Regions from separate parts of the Mus musculus genome. Here all the other regions are linked to region 1. The links are chromatin contacts, called in public HiChIP or PLAC-seq, capture Hi-C and promoter capture Hi-C maps. All regions are on one chromosome and are shown on one strand. Each heading gives the region's core, a stretch centred on a gene start, on an enhancer-like site or on the middle of the called end of the contact. The rest is flanking DNA. Distances are from core to core; before and after follow the strand shown. Region 1 holds the start of Gatd3a (glutamine amidotransferase like class 1 domain containing 3A). Region 2 holds the start of Med16 (mediator complex subunit 16). Region 3 holds the start of Shc2 (SHC (Src homology 2 domain containing) transforming protein 2). Region 4 holds the start of Palm (paralemmin). Region 5 holds the start of Pcbp3 (poly(rC) binding protein 3). Region 6 holds the start of Polrmt (polymerase (RNA) mitochondrial (DNA directed)). Region 7 holds the start of Hcn2 (hyperpolarization-activated, cyclic nucleotide-gated K+ 2).

Region 1 (2,700 bases), core at 119-2,618:
ACACCGTTATGGGGAGAAGCCAGAGCTTAGCCTGGTGTCGCCAGGTTTCCTGTTCTGCAGAGCATTTCTCTGTGTAGCTTGGGGTAGAAAAGGAAACTGCTTCTTATGTGCCCAGGGACAGCCAGGCCCCTGGCCGCCCAGACAAGGACCCGCTTGTTTTGGTGCCATCTTGGGATCCCCATCTGCAGTACAAATACAGTTTTATGAAGCTTTACTGGTTTTGTCTGTGTGTGGTATGAATGTGGAACTGAGGGCCCAGGGAAGGGCAGGCAAGTAGTGCTGAACCATGCTTCAGCCATCACCATACATCTCATACATCTCATCCAGTTTAATTCTCATACCAGAAACTGGGCTCAGTTTGGAGTATTTTACAAGTCTGCTCCGTGGTAACCATGCCCACTCCACCCCTGTGGACAGCCAGATGCAAATTGCCTGACACTGCTCCACCCCTCCCCCCAACTACTGTCCCCTGAAACTGAATAATCCCTGACTCGCTGTAATGGTGTTGGGCCACCAAACCCACTTCTGTATGCTCCCTGGCTTCTGCATATACTGTGCATCCCAGGCCTAAATGTCTCCTAAATGTGAAAGGGTTCCCATCTTAAGATGGGAACACCCAGCAGCTAATTATCCCTAGGAGTTGAGAGAAGCCAGGTCACCTTTGACAGCCTTCACTGTGGCTAGGGAGAGGCAGTGAAACTCTGGGAGTTATCTGGTCATTACCCCGATGGACACCGGACTGTATGCAACTATAGCAATCACATTGATTCAAAATAGGAAATGGAAGGTACGATGCTCAGCTCAGCTCTTCACTGAATCGTGACTGGCAGAACTGTGGCCTGTGAGGAAGCTGCAGAGGTACCCAGAACACAATGGCAGGAGCAATTTACGATTGCACCGTGAGGGCGCGGGGCTTGCTCTGACCCCGTTATTTAAAATCAGTTTTTAGTCATTGCATAGACTGGAATTGCAATAGGTAGTCAAGGTGGCCTACACCAAGATGAGCGCCCTTCAAACATTAACTAGGCAGACCGGGCCGCTCAACAAGGTCGATCGCAGGAAGGTCCTAACCTGGCATACTTGCTTGCTTGCCCTCTCAAAACCGAGAAGAGGCGTGTCCCAGCTCGGTCGGTCATTGAGCTGGAGAAGTCCAGCCAACCGGTCTCTTAGGTGAGGGGGGGCGTGTCCTGAGATCTGTGGCCCCTCCCTCCCGCTAGTCCTCCAGGGAAAAAGGTGCTGGGTTTCCCGTACGCCGTCGGTCACTGCGCAGGCGCGGCCCCACCCACTGGCCCTCTCCAGAAAGGGGTTGTTACGCGCTCCTCCATTGGCCAGGCGCGACCCCGCCCCACGGCGCACGTTCTCCTGACACCACTGTGGCTGGCTGCCCTTCGTGATGGCTGCCGTCAGGGTTTTGGTGGCGCCAAGGCTGGCTTCTGCGCTCCTACCGCTCTCCAGATACCACCGGGCTCCCTCCCAGCGCGCAGCCCTTCACAGCTCCGCACCGCGGCCCGGGGCCAGGGTGGCGTTGGTGAGTGCAGAGCCAGACTCCCAGGCCGAGTGCCTTCCCTTGCTAGGTCCCCGCAGCCTGGGGTCGACCAGCTGTCCGCCCAAGGTCGGCTCTTGGTGGGGTTCAGCCTCCCCTCCCTCGGTAATTGCGTGTTGGGCCCTCGCCCTCGTCAGTGCCTCTCTTCCTGCAGGTGCTGTCGGGCTGTGGAGTCTATGACGGAACCGAGATCCATGAGGCCTCAGCGTAAGTCCTCAGAGTTTGTAAACACTCTCTTGGTTTAAAAGGCAGAAATGGCCAGAGGGTGACCAAGCGCAGTGGGTTCACATCGTGATAAGTCCAAAGCCAAAGTTAGCACAGCCAAGACACAAAAGATGCCACCCGGACCCTGGGTGAAGGCAGAATGCCTGGCAGCAAGCTGGGGTCTTGAACATACCCAAAATGCAACACCTGCGGAGTCAACAACCCTCGCTGCTCATCAGTCAGTAAAAGGATGCCTTGCCTACTTATTCTGGTTCTACCCTTACCTTGCAGAAGTCTGTAAGCGGCAGGAGCCGTGCCTTCGTAAAAGCAACTAGGTGTCCTATAAACTAGGAATTCCCCAGCACTTGGTGCCAGTCCATCTGTAAAATCGTCATGCTGTGAGGCCGGAGGACACATTTGGAAGTGATGTCTTTGTGGATTTTCTTCATATAGGATCCTGGTGCACCTGAGCCGAGGCGGGGCTGAGGTCCAGATCTTTGCTCCCGATGTCCCTCAGATGCACGTGATTGACCACACCAAGGGGGAGCCTTCTGAGAGGGAAAGCAGGTATGGGTAGGGAAAGGACCTTACAAGAGCCCTGTTCCCATGAGCAGCTCCTGTACTGTAGCCTTCCTGATTATGTGATCAAGTGTCTGTCCCTCAAAGCAACTGTCATCCGGCTGTTCTGGAAATACATGGCCATGGGCCAAATGTTTCTGACCTCCCCGTGACCGTTACAGGGGTAGCAGTAGCCTTTGGGTGTGAGGTGGTCATGCTCTGCTCTGGCTAGTCCCTGTGTGGTACTGTGTTCCCTTTATCTTGTTGCTTTGTTTTTGGCAGGGAGGGGTTGTTTGTTTTGTTTTGTTTTCCCAAAGTTTCTCTATGTAGAGAGACTGTCCTGGAACACACTCTGTAGACCAGGCTGGCTTTGAACTCTGATCCTCCTGCCTCTG
Region 2 (2,700 bases), core at 201-2,700, 1.7 Mb before region 1:
GCATTGTCTCAAGGGCTCATTTTATGCTTTTTTTTTTTTTTTTTTTTGGTGATGTGTGTATCTTGTCCCCAGCTCCCTAGGCCCTGCCTGCCTTTCAGACTGTCCTCTCCTCCTCCTTCTCCCCTCTCCTTATGCCAGGGGTCCAGGACTTCCAGCCAGAAGCCTCTGACCTTGTGTTCCCTGTCCCCTCCCCTGTCCCCTCTGCTGCTCAGCATAGCTGTGGTCACTGCAGAGGTCTTATATGTTCAGCAGGCCTGGCCCTCCTTCCCTTCCCCTTCTGTGTGATTCTTTGAGCTTGGGGGAAAGGGACGATTTTAATAAAGCCTTGGTGCTCGAGTCCTGTCCCCGTGTTTGTCTTTAGGTTTGGTGGGGGTGGGTGAGACTGGGAGATCACTGAGGGCACGAGCTAGCAAGCTGGACACGGGGGAACCTCAAAGTCTCTATAACATTAGTTCATTTTACAACATGTAAAATGCTTAAAGATGAGGTGCCAGGTTGGGGTTCGATGGGGAAAGCAATTGGTTAGCATGCTCAAAGCCCTGGGTTCCATCCCCAGCACCATTTAAACCACATGGTGACCAGTGACAAGTGATTTTGAGGCCAGCCTGGGCCATGTGGTAGACAGGTCTCATTGTTGGACACCTCTGAATCCTAGCACTCAGGAGCCAGAGGCTGATGGATCTCTGTGAGTTCAAGGCCAGCTAGTCTACATAGCCAGGGCCATACAGTGAGACCCTGCCTCAAACAACAGTCACTTGAGGGCCAGCAAAATGGTTAAGCACGTTAAGGTGCTTGCCGCCAAGCTTGATGATCTGAGAGCAAGAACCAACTCCTTGTCCTCTTACGTGCACTGTGGAAGGCACACTTATACACACACACACACACTCACACAGGAGCCCGTGGCTTGGTGGTACACCTCTGTCATCCCAGTAGGTAGGTAGAGGCAGTCACTGGAGAACCTCATCAGTGTCAGGCCAACCTGAGCTATACAGTGAGCAACGAGCTCTGCTGTCAAGAAACAAAATAGAAAAAACGTGAGTGAGCCTCCAATAGGATGTTAGGGTGCTTGTCAGTTCCTCTGAGGAACAAAATATGGAACGCTTCACGAATTTGCGTGTCATCCTTGCGCAGGGGCCATGCTAATCTTCTCTGTATCGTTCCAATTTTAGTATATGTGCTGCCGAAGCGAGCACAAACAAGGCTTTTCTCCAAGGGATATTTATAGTCTCAAAACACACAATTACTTTACAGTTAGGGTGAGTTTCCTTTTGTGCTGTTTTTTAAAATAATAATTTAGTATTTGTATCTCTTATAGAAATCCAAGCCTATCATGTAAAATGTAGCTAGTATTAAAAAGAACAGATTATCTGTCTTTTATCGCACATTAAGCCTCTATAGTTACTAGGAAATATTATATGCAAATTAACCGGGGCAGGGGAGTAGCCGAGCTTCTCCCACAAGTCTGTGCGAGGGGGCCGGCGCGGGCCTAGAGATGGCGGCGTCGGATCCCGGGCGTTGGGGCGAGTGTGGACCGCGGCCGCCGGGCCGACTGGGCGCCCGGGGCGGACAGGTTAGTACGGCGTGCGGGGTACGGGACTCGTGGCTGGTGCGTTTCAGGCTAAAACCGCGAGCGGAAGGCCGAGGGGCGGGGCTTGCGGGGTCAGAGGGCGGGCCTGGGAACAAAGCTTGCTGGGTAGAGGCCGTTGTGGGAGGGATGTGAATAGGGGGAGCCTAAGGCGACGGGGTTGAGGAGGGGGCGTGGTCCGAGGGGCTGAGCCTCCCTGGGAGGGGCGTGGCCTGAGTTCAGAAGTTGGATGGAGGGGCAGAGTCTGAAGAAATAAGACTGATAGAGAGGGATGTGGCCTAGGGAGCGGAGTCTAAGGTGGGCCGGGGTTGGGGGTGCTAAAGATCTGAGATCGATGCAGAGAGGTGACCTAGTAGTCACAAGCTGAGCAGAAACTGAGGCTGAATTTACCAGTTTGGTTTGGAGGCGGAGCCTAGGGTGATTAGACAATGTGGGTGGAGCTTAACGAGCTTGGGCGGGAGGTGGTGGAGGTGTGTGTGTTAAGACTCAGGATTTAGCCGGGTGTGGTGGTTCACGCCTTTAATCCCAGCATTTGGGAGGCAGAGGCTGCGGATTTCTGAGTTCGAGGCCAGCCTGGTCTACAACGTGAGTTCCAGGACAGCCAGAGCTATACAGAGAAACCCTGTCTCGAAAAACCAAAAAGAAAAAAAAAAAGACTCAGGCTTTTTGCCAGGCGCACGCCTTTAATCCCAGCACTTGGGAGGCAGAGGCAGGCGGATTTCAGAGTTCGAGGCCAGCCTGGTCTACAGAGTGAGTTCCAGGAGAGCCAGGGCTACACAGAGAAACCCTGTCTCAAAAAAAAAAAAACAAAAAAAGGCTCAGAATTTGAGCCTTGGATGTTAACTTGTTGAGAGTATTGTGTGGCATGGGCTGCTGCGGGGTCTAAGCTACTAGGTCCCAGGCAAGGCTTGGAGACTGAACTAGAGTGTAGACTGAGGCCCAGACTGAAGTGGTAGGGGTGGGCCCGGTTGTGTGTGTGGAGGGTGCTTAGCGTTTGTAGGCTGAGCTCAGGCTGATCTGGGTTGCCTAGGGAGGAGTGACCCCAGGCGGGGCATCATGGATTTTATAGCAGGGCTCTCGCTGGAGAACATTCTAGACACCCTTTAGCTGGGAGC
Region 3 (2,700 bases), core at 167-2,666, 1.5 Mb before region 1:
TGGGCTTTGAGGGATGTGTAGGAGTTTATTAGAGTATTATTTACGTCATTTGTTGCCGCAGATTAAAGAGTAGAGCCAGCCCTATAACCTCCCCATTCAGTGATGTTTGTGCACCCAGACCGGGAACGCCTTGGTCCACACTTAATCAGCTAGATTCTACAGCCATTTTTCAGACTTCAGCCCAGTGGCGCTCCTCTTCCAGCAGACAACACCAAAGGCGACCTGGCTGGGCTCCTGAGAGTGCCTGTGTGGAAGTGGCTGAGAGCCAGGCGCGCGCGCCTCCGCCCCCTCCACAGGCAGTGATCTAGTTTCTCTCGCATCGATCTGGCCGGCCTTGCCCCTCCTCCGCACCCTGCCCCGCCCAGCACTCTTCTCTTTGTTTCCCGGCAGTACTGTCCTGGAAAGGGCGGGGGACAGAGGCAGGGTGATGATGACAACCCCTTCCCTCACAGAAGGAATCCCCTTGGGGTCTGAATCGGTGTCTCCGAGGTCTCTTGAGCCTGGGCTGGGGCTGTTGGCAGGCCTGAGAGTTCTGACCCTCGGGTTCCAATATGAACCCAAAGAACCGATGGATGTCCTTTGCTTACAGCCTAGGAAACAGGCCAGGAGCCAGCAGAAGCGACCCATGGTCACCTTTAGACTTCTCCAGACGCAGCGCCACCCGCGGTGTCCTGGGCACTTGCTTCACTTCCAGGCCTCAGTTTCCCTTTAAGCCTTGGCCTTGCTCCAGGGTTCAGTTTTCCCACTAACCAGTAAAGAAGGTTCAGTTGGAGGGGGTACCCTCTGAGTCTGAGGTTCTCTTGTCCTGGACCCCAGCCTGTGCACTGGCCCAGGCCCTATTTGGACCCTATTTAGAAGTAAAGTTGGGCAGGATATGACTGAACGTGTCAAGGACCCGGATAGTCTCATCCTGCCTCTACCACCCAGACCTCAAGTTCCCTTTTGTGCCTTATCCTTACCCTAGCCCTCGGTTTCCTCACTGAGCAAACCCGGTGGAACAGTGGCTTAAGGGATACTTAGGGGCCGGAGGATAGCTCTACAAAGCCAGGCCTCAGTTTCTCAACTTAGAAGTAAAGAAGGGCAGGATGTTGCTGGAACAGTGGTGAAGGGTGGCCTCGGGGTTAGGGGATCACTCCCTGCACCTGCGACTTCAGGCCTTAGTTTCTCTATTTAGAAGAAAAGAAGGGAGGATAGGATGCTGCTGGAGTGAAGGCAGAGACTTGGAAGTTGAAGAATGGCGCCCCGCCCCGTGTATGCGACCCCTGTCCTCAGTTTCCCCATCGGTCTGAGCCTGACTGGACATTCCCTCGGGGAGCCCCGGCAGGCTGCGCTAGGTCGGAGGCGGCGCTGCCAGAACAGGGTCGGGGTCCCAGGAGTGTAGCCCCCCGCGGCTGCGCGCTGCGCGGAGCGGTGACATCACTCGGCGGGGAGGAGCGCACGGCTCTGGACCAGGCTCAGCCGGGGCTCCTCGGCGGCCGCGGCCATGACGCAGGGTCCGGGTGGCCGCGCGGCCCCCGAGCCCGAGGCGCCCACCACCTTCTGCGCACTGCTGCCGCGGATGCCGCAGTGGAAGTTCGCAGCGCCGGGTAGCTTCCTGGGCCGCGGTCCCGCGGCGACGCGCGTGGCGGGGGTGGCAGAGGCGCAGCCGGAGCCCGGGGTCCCCGCGCTGGCCGCTGTGTTGGGCGCTTGCGAACCGCGCTGCGCCGCGCCCTGTCCGCTGCCCGCGCTCGGCCGCTGCCGGGGCTCGGGGACGCGGGGCGCGCGGGTGACTCCGGATGTCGCTGACGAGTGGGTGCGCAAGGGCGGCTTCATTCACAAGCCGGCGCACGGCTGGTTGCATCCCGATGCCAGGGTCCTGGGGCCCGGGGTCTCTTACATCGTTCGGGTGAGTGCGCTCAGCCTCTTTCCCGGCGCGCCGTGGTCGGGGACCGCTCCCACCCCCAGTTTGGTCTCTTGGACCCCAAGAGCCAAGTGAGCGCTCCCCACAACCCAGGAACCCAGTCTCCAGTACGCGCGCTTCTCGACCGCCCCCACTCGCAGGCGCTGGGGTCCGGGTTCTCACGGCGTCACGTGGGGAGGGGCGGGGAGAGGGCGCAGGTAGGGAGGGGACACACGCATGCGCAAGCTAGCCGCACCCCCCCTCCGCTATTGGGTGGGAGAGTCCTTAAGATAAGGACTAGGTATCCGAGGGTTCCCTGACCCCGGAGAAAGCAACTTTGCAGGCTTATAGTGGGGACTCAAGCTCAGGGCTCAGGGTTCCAAATTCCACATCAGAGCCGATGAAGTGAAGGGGCCTGGCTTTGTTTATCCCCTTTATTTTGGCAGAGGTGGAAAGGGGTAGGGATTTGGCCAGAGGATAGCGACTTCCAGCTGCAGGCCATCATTCTGGCTTATCAACCCCAAATATTGGGATGCTAAGATGAGTGTCACCACTTCCAGACCTTTGTTCTTTGTTTTGTTTTTGAAACGGGGTCTCATGTAGCTCAGGCTGACCTGGAAGTCACTATGTAGCTGAGGATAACCTTGCATTCCTGATCCTCCTGCTTCCACTTTGCAAGAGCCAGGGTGACAGTCATGCACCACCACACCCATTCCCTATGATGCTGGGGATGGAGCTCAGCCCTTTTCATGTTAGTTGAGCTCTGTATCTGCTTAGCCCCAGCCCCTACCCAGGTTTCTATTGTGACCTTTGCAAGGGTG
Region 4 (2,700 bases), core at 124-2,623, 1.6 Mb before region 1:
AGTGCAGGCCCTGGCTCCCCTGAGCCCCTGGCTGGGCTCCCGGGGCAGGGCGGAGGAGCAGCCAGGCCTTTGTCTGGGCTTTCTGAAGTAAAGGACGCCAGGGCTGGGTGTCAGCCTTCTTGGCCAGGGAAGGATGTGACAGCTCCCACCCATCGGAGGGTGTGGCGGGTCACGGGTTAATCCCAAGAGGAAAGTTGTCTTGCACAAAACACACCCAGAGAGGGAAGGGCAGGGGGAGCGGTCACCAGCCAAGTCGGGCTGGCCAGACTGCTCTGTCCCAGCCCTGGCTTCGGTAAGGACAGGCTCCCTGTGTGGGATGCCCCAAGACACCAAGCAGGCAGATTTGTGACCTAGAAGATGTTTTCCTACCACCAGGCTTGTCAAGCACCCCTAGACCACCTATCTTTCCCACCTGTGGGAGTAAGGGGCTTGGGGGACACCCTCACGTTGCCCAGAGCGGGCTGCATGCCTGAACGGGCCCCGGTGCGTATGAAATCTTCCACTGCCCATCGCTTCGCAAACCCACACAAACAGACCCCAGCTCACTCAGACTAGGTTTGGGGACTGGGTTCCACCATCATTTTCAACCTCAGTCAGCCACTCCTTTGAGTCACACCATCTGGTCCCCGCTTTTTCTGGGAAGGGGGAGGGGATACTCTTAGAGGGAAAGGGGGAAATCTGATTAAAGCTTCTGTCAGGGAACCGCCCGCCTAGCTCTCCACAGAAATCTACCTCTCCAGCCAGTGGCAACTCAGGACATCTAAGGGGTCGGAATTGGTTTGGCCAAGAGGCTGCGGACCCAGAAGAGGCCACGAGGAGGGCAGAGCGCAGGAAGGACCGACAGAAGCGCCAGGAGCAGCAAGCCGAAGCTGGGGGAGGGGAAGCGGGGAGCACCCAGCCTCTTGAGTAAGGGTCCCATTACTTCCGAAGTCCCGCAGCCTCTTGGGGGGGGGGCGCCCACCCACAGGTGGCCCAGCTTGGATAAAGGGTCTTGCGCGCGCGTGGGCCTCTCTCCTTTGCATCCTGCAAGAGATGTGTGGTGCAACCCAGGTGCCCCCCCCTCCAGCTTGATTGGGGACCAGGCCTGGAGTGCGCGGCCCAGCTCGATCCTTCCCTTTTGCAGCTGGGCACGGTCTCCCCGCGTCGCCTCTAGGTTCCCCGTTGGGGGCCTGGGGCGTCAGAGCGCGCGCGGCCGGGTACTCACTCCATCTCCCGCGAGGTCCGTGGGCGGTGCAGCGCGGGGCAGGGCCGACTCTAGGGCCTGGCGGCCGGGGCTGTGCGGCGCGGGGGCGGCACCGGGGCGGGCATCGTCCCCAGCGCGCCGGGTATTGTCCGGGCGCGGCCGGGTGGGCTCGTGTGCGCGCCGCCTCTGCGCGTTCCCTGTATCCCTCGCGCCCGCGCGCGCCTCCTGCTGGCCGCAGACGCTCCGCACCGCGCAGCTGCACCCCAAAACGTCGCAGAGATCCCGGACCCAGTCACCCTGAGTTCTCCATGGAATGAAAGGAGTCCTGATATAGTTTAGGGCCCCAAGTCGGACCCCCGACCCGCGAGAGAGCCACAGCAGCAGCTCTTGAGGGGGTTCAGTTCCTGCACGAGGCCCAGCCTGGGCCAATGGCTGGATATGGTTTACTGAACTCAGGAGTTTAGTCAGCCCTGTGATGCTGCCAGACTGAGCAAAGGGGTATTGGGTGAACTTAGACTTTGTTCCCAGGGCACTGGAGAGCCACAGTAAGAAAGACATAGGGCCTGTCTCCCTCAGAGAGTGCACCATGTGACTTTCTGCCTGGACTGCAGCTCCTTGGCCTTAGACACTCACTGGGCCTTGGGGCAGCGCAGGGAGAGTGAGTCACAAAATTCGCTTCTCTGATAGAGTCGTTGTCCTTTGGTTTGGTTTTGGAGACTGTATGCTCACTTTGTGTGCACGTGGAGGTCCCAGGACATCTTCCACTGCCTTCCTGCCAAGCCACCCACTTTCCCTTGGACTTCTTTTGAAATTATGTAGACTAATATGTAGACTAGGCTGTCCTGAAAGTACCCACTGCCTTAGCCAGGCCTGCACCACCACACCTATCTTCCCTGGGTTTGGATCTGGGCTCACCGGTATAGTGGTGTGTGATTCTGTGTCTGTTTCTCAGCCTTTTCACCTCTCTGCCCATCCCACCTCCTCAGATGCTAGAGGGCTAACGGTGTCGTCTCACCTGGACACACTGAGGGTCAGGCGAACTTTTCAGATAAAAGGCCAGATAGTAAACACTGCCAGCATTGTTGGCCAGGTGGTTTGTGTTGCAAGGACAGTACACTTATCATGAACACCAGAGGAGCTGGAGGAGATCTGTGAAGTGGTTCTGTGTCAATAAAACTTTATCAACATTGATGGGCTCTATGCTGTGTGTCAATAAAACTTTACTGACAAAGACAGGCTGAATGCTATATTTTGCTGAGCCTGCATTATTAGATGCTCAGACTGACAGCTGGTATCTTCCATGTTCCTGGACCACTGTCTTTTCAGTCAAAAGAGAATGACTGAGTTCTTACTGTATGCTCTGGGGATTCAGGACACTATCTTTGTCTCCTAAGCAAGTGAGTTAAGATTTAGGGCTGGTGAGATGGCTCAGTGGGTAAGAGCACCCGACTGCTCTTCTGAAGGTCAGGAGTTCAAATCCCAGCAACCACATGGTGGCTTACAACCATCCGAAACAA
Region 5 (2,700 bases), core at 71-2,570, 1.2 Mb after region 1:
CAAGAGCTACTTGGTTACTATGGTGAGGTTTCAGACCTACGGAGTCTTCCTGACTCTACCATAGAGATCGTGATTGTAACAGGTGGAGGGATGAGGGGACAGAGCTATGTATACACCCCTTTGCATGTATGATATATCGTTATTGGCACCGAAGTGAGTCATTGGTGGGTTTGAGGCTCAGGGCGGGATGAGTTTTGTCATCTCAGCTAGAATGTCACCCTCAACCCACTTCTCTGCTCACCCGTCTGTTCATATGACAACAAAGAAGCAACTCTGTTTCCCAGAGATGCTTCTCGAAAGTCTGGAGGTAAACATGTGGATCACTCTCTCCACCTATGAAGGGCAAAGCTTGATTTCCAAGTCCAAAGAGGCCTTCTCTGGCTGGTTCAGGTTGCTTCAGGAAGCCAGGAAGGATGACCCTGGGCTCCTGGGTATCTAGGTACTGATGGAAGGCAGAGTTCCCAGGACTCGCAGCTTCTATCAGTACTGGAATTACAAGTTGGCCTGGTTCCTTTACCTTCGTGGTGTGCAGAAAGGAATAAGCCTAAGCTAATAGAGAGCAATCAGATGAAGGAAGTTTAGTCCGATGAAAACGATAGTTAATTGACACAAAATAGAGCAGGACACCTCTGAGGAAAGGTGCACAAAAGATAACAACAACAACAACAACAACATGACATGTTTTCCCACAGCCACTACCACAGCCAGTTCTTCCATCGGCTTTGAATCGCTTGTGGACAGGTGTGCAGGCCCAGAACCTAAACACAAGTTCTACAGTCTGGGCTGTGTTGGCTTTCAAAGGCTTCCAAGCAGAGAGGGGCACCCGCGAAGGGCTGCGGTCAACGGATCAGGCCCACATAGTCGCGAAGGCTGTGGGTCCAACTGACCTCCCTAGAATATCAGCGCGTGCGAGACTGGGTGTCTGCAGTCTCCCGCTAGCTGCGTGTGCCAAACACTTGCAGAGGATGCAGGCCCCGCAGCCATCTCACAACCAAGCATCCACTCCCTTCCCTCTAGCCTTCTGGAGGCCCCGCCCCAGGCCCGGCCCTGGCCCCGCCCCGTACTGTCCCCGCCCCCGCCAGTTGACTAACCTTTCCAGAAGCCCCGCCTCCTCCCAGCCCCAGAGTGGGGCCCCGCCCAACCCTAACCGCCCTTCGACGCTAAACGGCTTCTAGCCGGAGAGCTTTCCGTGCCCTGATTGGCTGTGATGGTCACCGTTTCGCAGCTCCATTGGCTCCCGGCGCCCGCTTTCTCAGGCCCTGCCCTTGAGCGGGGGCGGGGCCAGAGGCGGCGGGCTGCGCAGGAGTGGCTGGTTGCACGGAGGGGGCGGGTCCTCGCCGCGCGCAGTGCTTCGGCCAGAGCTCGAGGCGCTGCTTACCGTCGCCTGAGCTAGGAGACGCCGCGGCCGCCGCTGGGTCGCATCGGGCTTCGCGTCGCGCCGTGTACGCCTCCTCTGCCCCACCCGACCGGCAGCATAGGCTCTACCTGGTCCGCGGCCTCCCTGTCCGCGGCGGGGCAGGTGAGTGAGTGGCGGCGGGTTGAAGTGTGTGTGGGGGGGTCCAGCGCGGAGGTAGCTCGCATGCCGCGTCCCAGGCCGGCCGAGACCCCTCCAAAGGCCAGAGGACCGGACAGTTCGCAGTCAGAAAACTTCATTCGAGCTGGGGTGTTGGGGATCCTGGGGGAAGGGTTGAGGTTGGCGATCTCAGTACTAGGGCCGGGATCCTAGGCTGAGGCGAGGGTCCCAAGCTGAGGCGAGGATTCCAGGCTGAGGTGAGGGTCCCAGGCTGAGGGCGGAGGTCCTGGGAGAGAATAGGGGGTACCAGGTTGAGGGCGGGGGTCCCGGGCTGAAGGTAGGGGTCCCAGGCCAAGACCAAGGTCCTAGGCTGAGGGCGGGGATCTAGGACTGAGTACCGAGCTCTGAGGGCTCAAGGCTGAGGTTCCAGGGCTTAGTGCAGAGTCCCAGGCTTAAAGCAGGGTGGGGGTATCCCAGGCCAAAGCGATGGTCGGAGGACTGAAGATGGGAATCCCAGAGGCATGTGTATCAGGCTGAGCAAAGGGTCAAGGGAAGCAGCTTCCCAGGCTGTGACCGGGGTCCTAGGCTGAGGCAGGAATTACTTAGAGAGAGGGAGAAAGAGGTGGGTGGGTGGGTGGGGAAGTGTGGGGCCGAGGGTCGGGCTCCCGGAATAGAGTAGTTCTTGATAGCCCCTTGGGCTTGGAGCTGGGGCCAGAACAGGGTCCTAGACAGAAGTTTCCAGTGAGGGGCTCACTCTCCAGCTCTGCATGGTCTTGCCTGTTCTTGGATTCAGGCACGGCCTAGGGTCCTTGTGAAAGTCTGACGGTAACTGGCCCTGGCCTACGTCGGGGGTCGGGGTAGAGCCACTCAGGAAAACCCAGGCCTCTTTACTCCCTCCCTAAATTCAGAAGTTGTTAGTGGGCACATTACGCTGCAGGCTTTCGGGTCAACACACAATAGCTGTGATCTCACTGGGACTTGCAAGGCTTAGACGGATGTCTTGTGATTGAGACGAGCTGGGGAGGAAAAAAAAAGGAAGCCCAGAGGATGGATGTGGGGCGAGGGCAGGGTGCGGCCTTTTCTCCTCTCCCCTCCACCGTGGTCTTCTGTTTTCTTCTTTCCTCTCAGTTCTCCTCAGGTTTTCCCCGCACCATTCATTAGAGCCTGAACAGGTAGACTAGACAGGC
Region 6 (2,700 bases), core at 117-2,616, 1.6 Mb before region 1:
TGCCTCCCAAGTGCTGGGATTAAAGGTGTGTGCCACCTGGGGTTAAGAGCACTGACTGACCTTCCAGTGGTCCTGAGTTCATTTCCCAGCAACCACATGGTGGCTCACAACCATCTGTAATGGAATTCAATGCCCTCTTCTGGTAGACAGAGATAGTGTACTCAGATACATAAAATAAATAAATCTTTAAAAAAACAAAAACAAAAGCAAAAACGGTGTGTGCCACCACACCCAGCTCTGAGTTTGTGTGTGTGTCTGTTTATCTGTCCGTTTGCTTGCCCGACTGCCTGATTGAGACAAGGTTTTATGTGCATTTTATGTGCTTAAATTTGAATCCGCCTGCCTTTACCTCCAGAGGGCTGGGATTATAAACCCAAAGCTCTCACTGATGCGCTCCAGACAGTAGAAGCCCTAGTACTGAGAAAATGAGCCCAGGTCCTGTCTTCTCAGGAGGGTACTGTCTGAGCTACAGAATTAGCCTGGAAAATTTAGTGAGATTCTGTCTCAAATATAAAATGCTGGTGCGTGATAGCACATATCTGTCATCCGGCACTTCCTGAGCTAGGAGGCAGGAGGATCAGGAATTCACTGTCATCTTTGGCCACATTAGAAGTTTGAAACCAACCTGGGCTACGTGTAGATAGATCCCTTAGTCCAACACTGGGAAGGAGAAGACAGCAAGGTCAGGCTTTCCAGATTAGTTCTCATACATGTAAATTGGAAGCTAACATGAGCTACATGGGACTCTGTGAATGTGAATGAATGAATGGATGGATGGATGAATGAAATCGCGATGTGGTACTATTTACACGTCTTTTCCATCTTTCTACGGCCCTGATTCCATTTGCACAAACACATATACATACAGAGAGACAGAGACAGAGAGAGGCAGAGAGGAGGAGGAGGAAGAGGAGGAGAAACAAATAGGGTAGGGACTGGGCGTGGTGGCGCACGACTATAGTCCCAGTACTGGGTGGCAGAGCAGGAGTATAAGGAGGATATCTGTTGAGTTCAAGGGAATCCTGTTAAATTCCAGGACATTCATGGTTAAATAGTGAGACTTTGTGCCAAAAATGTGCATATAGTACATAATATATACACATATGTAAATGTTACGCACATATATATGAACAAATAAAATAAAGCAGAAACCAGTCAATCAAAGAACAAAAAAATATAAAAACTAAAGAGGGAACTTGGATATGAAAAGAACGAATCAGAAGAGTATTTCTGCGCATGCTCTCTTGCCGCCACGCTGCCCGCTGCCTCTTGGGAGTTGTAGTTCTCCTTCGACTCCTCTCACAGGACAGACCCTAAGAGCGCTTCCGGCAGTCGCAGAACTACAGCTCCCTGCAGGCGGCGCGTGCGCGTGCGCACTGCGGGCAGCAGGCGGCATGTCGGCGCTCCGGTGGACCCGAAGCGCAGCCGGGCTTGGCCGGGTTCTGCGCTCCCCTGGGCCCCACCGCCCGCCTTCGGAGGAAGGTAAAGGAGTGTCGGATCCAGGACTATAATCTTCCCTTCCTTAGGATCCCGGTCACCTTCAACCTTTGTTCTTTGACCTATGGAGGAGTTTCTGGGGACCCATTTAGCTGGGCACTAGTTGGCAACGTCTCTCTAGGTCCGCAGGGCACTTTGACTTTTGATTGTTGCTCGCTTTTCCATGTCTCTGACCCACTGTTGGGGACTTACGGATATTGGCATTGACCTTTGGCTACTTTTAGTTAGGAGTACTTCTTGCTGGATCCTGCACCCCGATCCTTATAGCTTTGGCCTGTTCTGCCCTTGAAGTTGGTCTTTTTCTGGGTCTGGATTTATTTGTGGGCGGGGCGTGTTTTTTTTTTTTTTTTTTTTTTTTTTTTGAGCCATGGTGTTTCCATGTGGTTCATGCTGGATGCTTTATTTGAACTCAGGTCCTACTGCTTCAACCTCCTGAGTTCTGAGATCCCATGCCTGGCAGTCCTTGTCTTTTGATCCATTTCTTTCTGGGCATGACGTAAGTTTGAGGCAGGAACTCACACTAGCTTAACCTAGAACTTCCTTTGTAGCCCAGGCTGGAATCCAATTGGAGACCCTCCCACCTCAGCCTCCAGAGACCTGGGGTAATAAGTGTGCATGCCACGGTGTCCACTTGATAGGATGGTTTCTGTGTTCTTATTCTTCATGTCTCTTTCTAGGGACTTTTGGTGGCTTCTGCAGCTCAAGAAGGAGCTCCGCTGCCAGTCCCCGTGAGCAACATGTCCTGAGGGAGTGGGGCCATGCTGAACTGCTGGAAGGTAAGTTGGTGTCCTAAGTCCTTCTCCACAGTGAAGCCTTGAGGGAGTGTGCTCTGCGTTGTACCTGACCACTCCAAGGGAGTATGTAAAATGGGGTCCAGAGTCCACTGAGCAGTGTTGTCTGGCTGGCCTGTCTGTGGTCCTGTGGGTCCTCTTGTGCTGGTTCTGGGAGCTGCTGTAATTCCATTCCCTGAGTTCCAGATTCCCACCTGGGGCTCTCACTTCTAGGAAGACAGTGGAGGCCCCAAATACACCTGAACAATACCGGATTTGCATTGTTGGAATGCTGACATAGAAGTCTCCAGTTTTAGTCCTGCAGAGTCGAGGTGCAGCTGGAATCCAGCCTGTCTGCCAGGCCTGCCTGTCTGTCTTCCTTCCTTCCTTCCTCTTTCTTTCTTTCTCTCCTCATTCCTCCCTTCTCTCTTTC
Region 7 (2,700 bases), core at 71-2,570, 1.5 Mb before region 1:
GACACGCCTCCCCTTGATCCACCGAAACACGCCTCCCCAGGACCCTCTCGGGCATCACATCACAAGCTCGCTCGGAAAGGAGAGACAGACGCAAACACTCGGGTCATGGCCCTACGCCAGCTTCTTTCGCTGCACGCAGCAGCCAACTCAGGCCACGTCCGTAGCCACACACCCGGGATGTGTGGGTACTCGGAACGCGCCCGCCCCGGGCGCAAGTGGAGACCGTGGGAACGCGAGGCGCCCGCTTAATAACGCCCTCCCCGAGGCCTCCCGAGCGCGTCCTTTCCCATGCGTCCTTCCTTATTTCTTCCTTCTTTCCTTCCCTTCTTTTCCTTCCTCCTCCTTTTTCTTCCTTTCTCCTTTCTACCCATCTTTCCACCCTCATTTCTGCTCCGCGGCCTACGGGCACCCACGTTCCCCTCTATTCGTCCTCTCCACCCCTATGCGCTCAGACCCTGGCCCTGAGGCCGCGGTTCTCGCCCACTGCAACTAGGGCGCGCGGGAGGGGGAGCGCCAAGGACCCCCTCACTCCAGGCCTCCAAAAGGGCGGACCCTCTGCACACCAGGGTCCCTCGGGGGTGGGTCCGGGTCGAGCCCGAGGTCACCGCGAGGGGACTACCCCCCATCCTCGGCCCGGTGACTCGAACTGCCACCACCCCGAGGTCACCATCCGGGACGTGGCGCCCCGCCCTCTCCCGGGCGCGCCAAGGACGGGCCCCTCCCGGAGGCGGCACCTGAAGTCGCTGTAGGGGTGGATGATCCAGGCCCCCGCCGACTTCACGCGTTCCTGCTCGCGCTCCACGGCCTTCTGGCTGCCGAACATCCGCAGGGAGAACTTGTTGACGCCGGGCTGCAGAAGCGCCCCGAATTGGCGCTGCAGGAAGCTAGCCTGGCTGCCGCGCGGCTCACCCGCCGGGCCCGCCTCCTCGCTGCCCGCCTCCTCGGCCGCCGAGGGCCCGGAGGCCGCCCCGCGGCATGAGAACGAAACCTTGGGGCCGCGCGCGGGGCCCTCGGGGCTGCACTGCGGCTCCCCGCGCCCGCACTCGCCATTCGCGCCGCCCTTGGCCGCGCCAGGGGTGCAGGCGCTGTCGCGGCTGCAGAGCCGGGCGCGCGGGCCGGGCTCGTCCGCCGACTCCGGGTGCGAGGGGGTCGTGGGGTTCGGGGGTGGCGCGGGTGGTGGCTGAGGCTGAGGGGGCGCGGGCGGCGGCGGCGGTGGCGGCGGCCCCGGCGCAGGGGTCGTGCCCGGACTATCGCCCGGCCGCCCGCCGCCCCCGCGCGCATCCATGGCGAGGCGGCGCCGGGCAGTGCGGAGCGGAGCGGCCGCCGCCGCCGCCGGCCGAGCCCGAGGGAGGGCGGAGCCGGGGGTGGAGCCTCTGCTTGCGGGGGAGGGGCGGGGGCGGGAGCCCCGCCTCCACCTGAACCACCCTCACCCCACACAGGGATGGATGGGGAAACTGAGGCTCTGGCCAGCAAGCAGGCTCAAGGTCAGTCAGCCCCTTGAGACCTTGGAGATGCGCTCAGGCTCGGTTCCCCAGGGGGAAACTGAGGCCAAGGACGAACCCAAGGTCACAGAGCCCAGCCGGCGGGCCCCTGCCTTGACGCACGATGCAGACCAAGCCCTGGTCCACTCTGGGGTTCCTCCGCGATCTCGAGGACACCGCGGGCGGGGCAACCGCTGACGCTCACCCCTCGGGTGCCAACTCCTTTCTCGGTTCAAGGTGGCAGATTCCATAATAAAAGTGTGTTCCCGGAGGCTACCATATCTCTGGCTCTGTCGCTTTCACCGCCTCCAAGGCAGAAACCTATGAATATTTGTGAGAAGGGCTGAGATCATTCTGGGTTCTAATCTCAGCCCATCTCCAAGCCCTACTTGTGGGGAAACTGAGGCATGGTCAGGCAACAAAAACAGTAGCAAGACTCCTGTGGCTTCTGGCGACTTCTCCCTTAAAAAGTGAGGATCCCAGGTTAGGTAGTCCTTAGCGGTCTCCAGGGGATCCTGGTTCAACTTCTGCCTCTGTACATATACCCGACCCCTACTCTCTGCCACCTTGACTCAGGCATCAGTTACATTCCACACTTTACCCCAGGTCCGGGGAGACATTGGCTCCTGGGGGTCCTAAGGCTGTGGCCTGAGGCTGGAGCCAGGTGACACTAGTTCTGACTCTAAATTCCCACCCTTCTTCACCAAAGAGTGGAGAGGATTTTATGACAGGATGTTGGGGAGAAGGGAGGAAATACAGGGGAAGAATAGCTGTGAACTGGTGGGAAGAAAGTTCTCATTCAGGAGACTCTTGGGACCTTCTTATGTCCCCTCTGGGCATCCTTAGATTCTCCCTTATTTCCCTGGACCCTAAGTTCACTTAAATCCTTCTGACCTTTTACAAACTCCCCTGGATGCTTCTGGACCCTTTCTAGACCCTTTTAGATCTTCTGGGTCCCTCTTAACTTCTCTTGGACCCTTCCAGCCCTTTATGGGTCATCAAGGTCCCTACAGCCTTCACTGTTTCTGGCCTGACCTCATATTTAGCTATTGGTTGAGTGTCTCAAGAATGGGGCTATGACTTCTGTCTGCTCACAGTAGGTGTCCAGTGATGTTGGATGTGCCATGCCAGCTGCATGCCCTCATCTGACACAGATGGGCTGCCCCGACCCCGGGGACTCTGGAGCTGCCCCTGGCACCCCTCTGGCCTCCACTTTTGA

What was found. Promoter capture Hi-C pulls out the DNA fragments that hold promoters and counts their contacts. HiChIP or PLAC-seq counts read pairs in DNA pulled down with a chosen protein or histone mark. Capture Hi-C pulls out chosen DNA fragments and counts their contacts.
Region 2: a promoter capture Hi-C map of liver shows a contact between it and region 1, with 3 times the contacts expected there. The contact joins the promoter of Med16 here to the promoter of Gatd3a in region 1. A contact is called at or near these places in 3 of 39 promoter capture datasets (cranial neural crest, liver and pre-B cells).
Region 3: an H3K27ac HiChIP or PLAC-seq map of embryonic stem cells shows a contact between it and region 1, with 6 times the contacts expected there. The contact joins the promoter of Shc2 here to the promoter of Gatd3a in region 1. A contact is called at or near these places in 2 of 39 promoter capture datasets (cranial neural crest and embryonic stem cells) and 2 of 115 datasets of contacts at active chromatin or transcription factors (both in embryonic stem cells).
Region 4: a contact with region 1 is called in a promoter capture Hi-C map of cranial neural crest. The contact joins the promoter of Palm here to the promoter of Gatd3a in region 1. A contact is called at or near these places in 4 of 39 promoter capture datasets (cranial neural crest, hippocampal neurons, liver and 1 more).
Region 5: a promoter capture Hi-C map of pre-B cells shows a contact between it and region 1, with 4 times the contacts expected there. The contact joins the promoter of Pcbp3 here to the promoter of Gatd3a in region 1.
Region 6: a promoter capture Hi-C map of liver shows a contact between it and region 1, with 2.5 times the contacts expected there. The contact joins the promoter of Polrmt here to the promoter of Gatd3a in region 1. A contact is called at or near these places in 2 of 39 promoter capture datasets (hippocampal neurons and liver) and 2 of 9 other capture datasets (adipose tissue and liver).
Region 7: a contact with region 1 is called in a capture Hi-C map of embryonic stem cells, with 8 times the contacts expected there. The contact joins the promoter of Hcn2 here to the promoter of Gatd3a in region 1. A contact is called at or near these places in 1 of 39 promoter capture datasets (hippocampal neurons), 1 of 115 datasets of contacts at active chromatin or transcription factors (pancreatic cancer cells) and 1 of 9 other capture datasets (embryonic stem cells).

What each region holds. Positions count from the first base shown.
Region 1 is chr10:78,168,423-78,171,122 of GRCm38.p6, reverse strand. Gatd3a (glutamine amidotransferase like class 1 domain containing 3A) reads left to right here and starts at 1,368. Exons shown (of 7, transcript NM_138601.3): 1 at 1,368-1,528; 2 at 1,698-1,750; 3 at 2,201-2,314. The coding sequence starts at 1,394. Pwp2 (PWP2 periodic tryptophan protein homolog (yeast)) reads left to right here. Exons shown (of 21, transcript NM_029546.2): 21 at 1-213.
Region 2 is chr10:79,907,688-79,910,387 of GRCm38.p6, reverse strand. Med16 (mediator complex subunit 16) reads left to right here and starts at 1,450. Exons shown (of 15, transcript NM_198107.2): 1 at 1,450-1,570. The coding sequence starts at 1,493. It overlaps R3hdm4 (R3H domain containing 4), which reads left to right. Exons shown (of 8, transcript NM_177994.5): 8 at 1-336. Gm24019 (a small nuclear RNA gene) reads right to left here and starts at 1,193; the gene lies at 1,087-1,193.
Region 3 is chr10:79,636,634-79,639,333 of GRCm38.p6, reverse strand. It overlaps Shc2 (SHC (Src homology 2 domain containing) transforming protein 2), which reads left to right and starts at 1,416. Exons shown (of 13, transcript NM_001024539.1): 1 at 1,416-1,885. The coding sequence starts at 1,484.
Region 4 is chr10:79,792,245-79,794,944 of GRCm38.p6, reverse strand. Palm (paralemmin) reads right to left here and starts at 1,373. Exons shown (of 9, transcript NM_023128.4): 1 at 1,205-1,373. The coding sequence starts at 1,209. It also overlaps a transcript of Prss57 not described here.
Region 5 is chr10:76,960,567-76,963,266 of GRCm38.p6, reverse strand. Pcbp3 (poly(rC) binding protein 3) reads left to right here and starts at 1,320. Exons shown (of 16, transcript NM_021568.2): 1 at 1,320-1,519. Gm35664 (a long non-coding RNA gene) reads right to left here and starts at 1,126. Exons shown (of 2, transcript XR_380584.1): 1 at 1,092-1,126; 2 at 665-891.
Region 6 is chr10:79,745,247-79,747,946 of GRCm38.p6, reverse strand. Polrmt (polymerase (RNA) mitochondrial (DNA directed)) reads left to right here and starts at 1,366. Exons shown (of 21, transcript NM_172551.3): 1 at 1,366-1,482; 2 at 2,175-2,273. The coding sequence starts at 1,395.
Region 7 is chr10:79,715,254-79,717,953 of GRCm38.p6, reverse strand. It overlaps Hcn2 (hyperpolarization-activated, cyclic nucleotide-gated K+ 2), which reads right to left and starts at 1,320. Exons shown (of 8, transcript NM_008226.2): 1 at 735-1,320. The coding sequence starts at 1,285.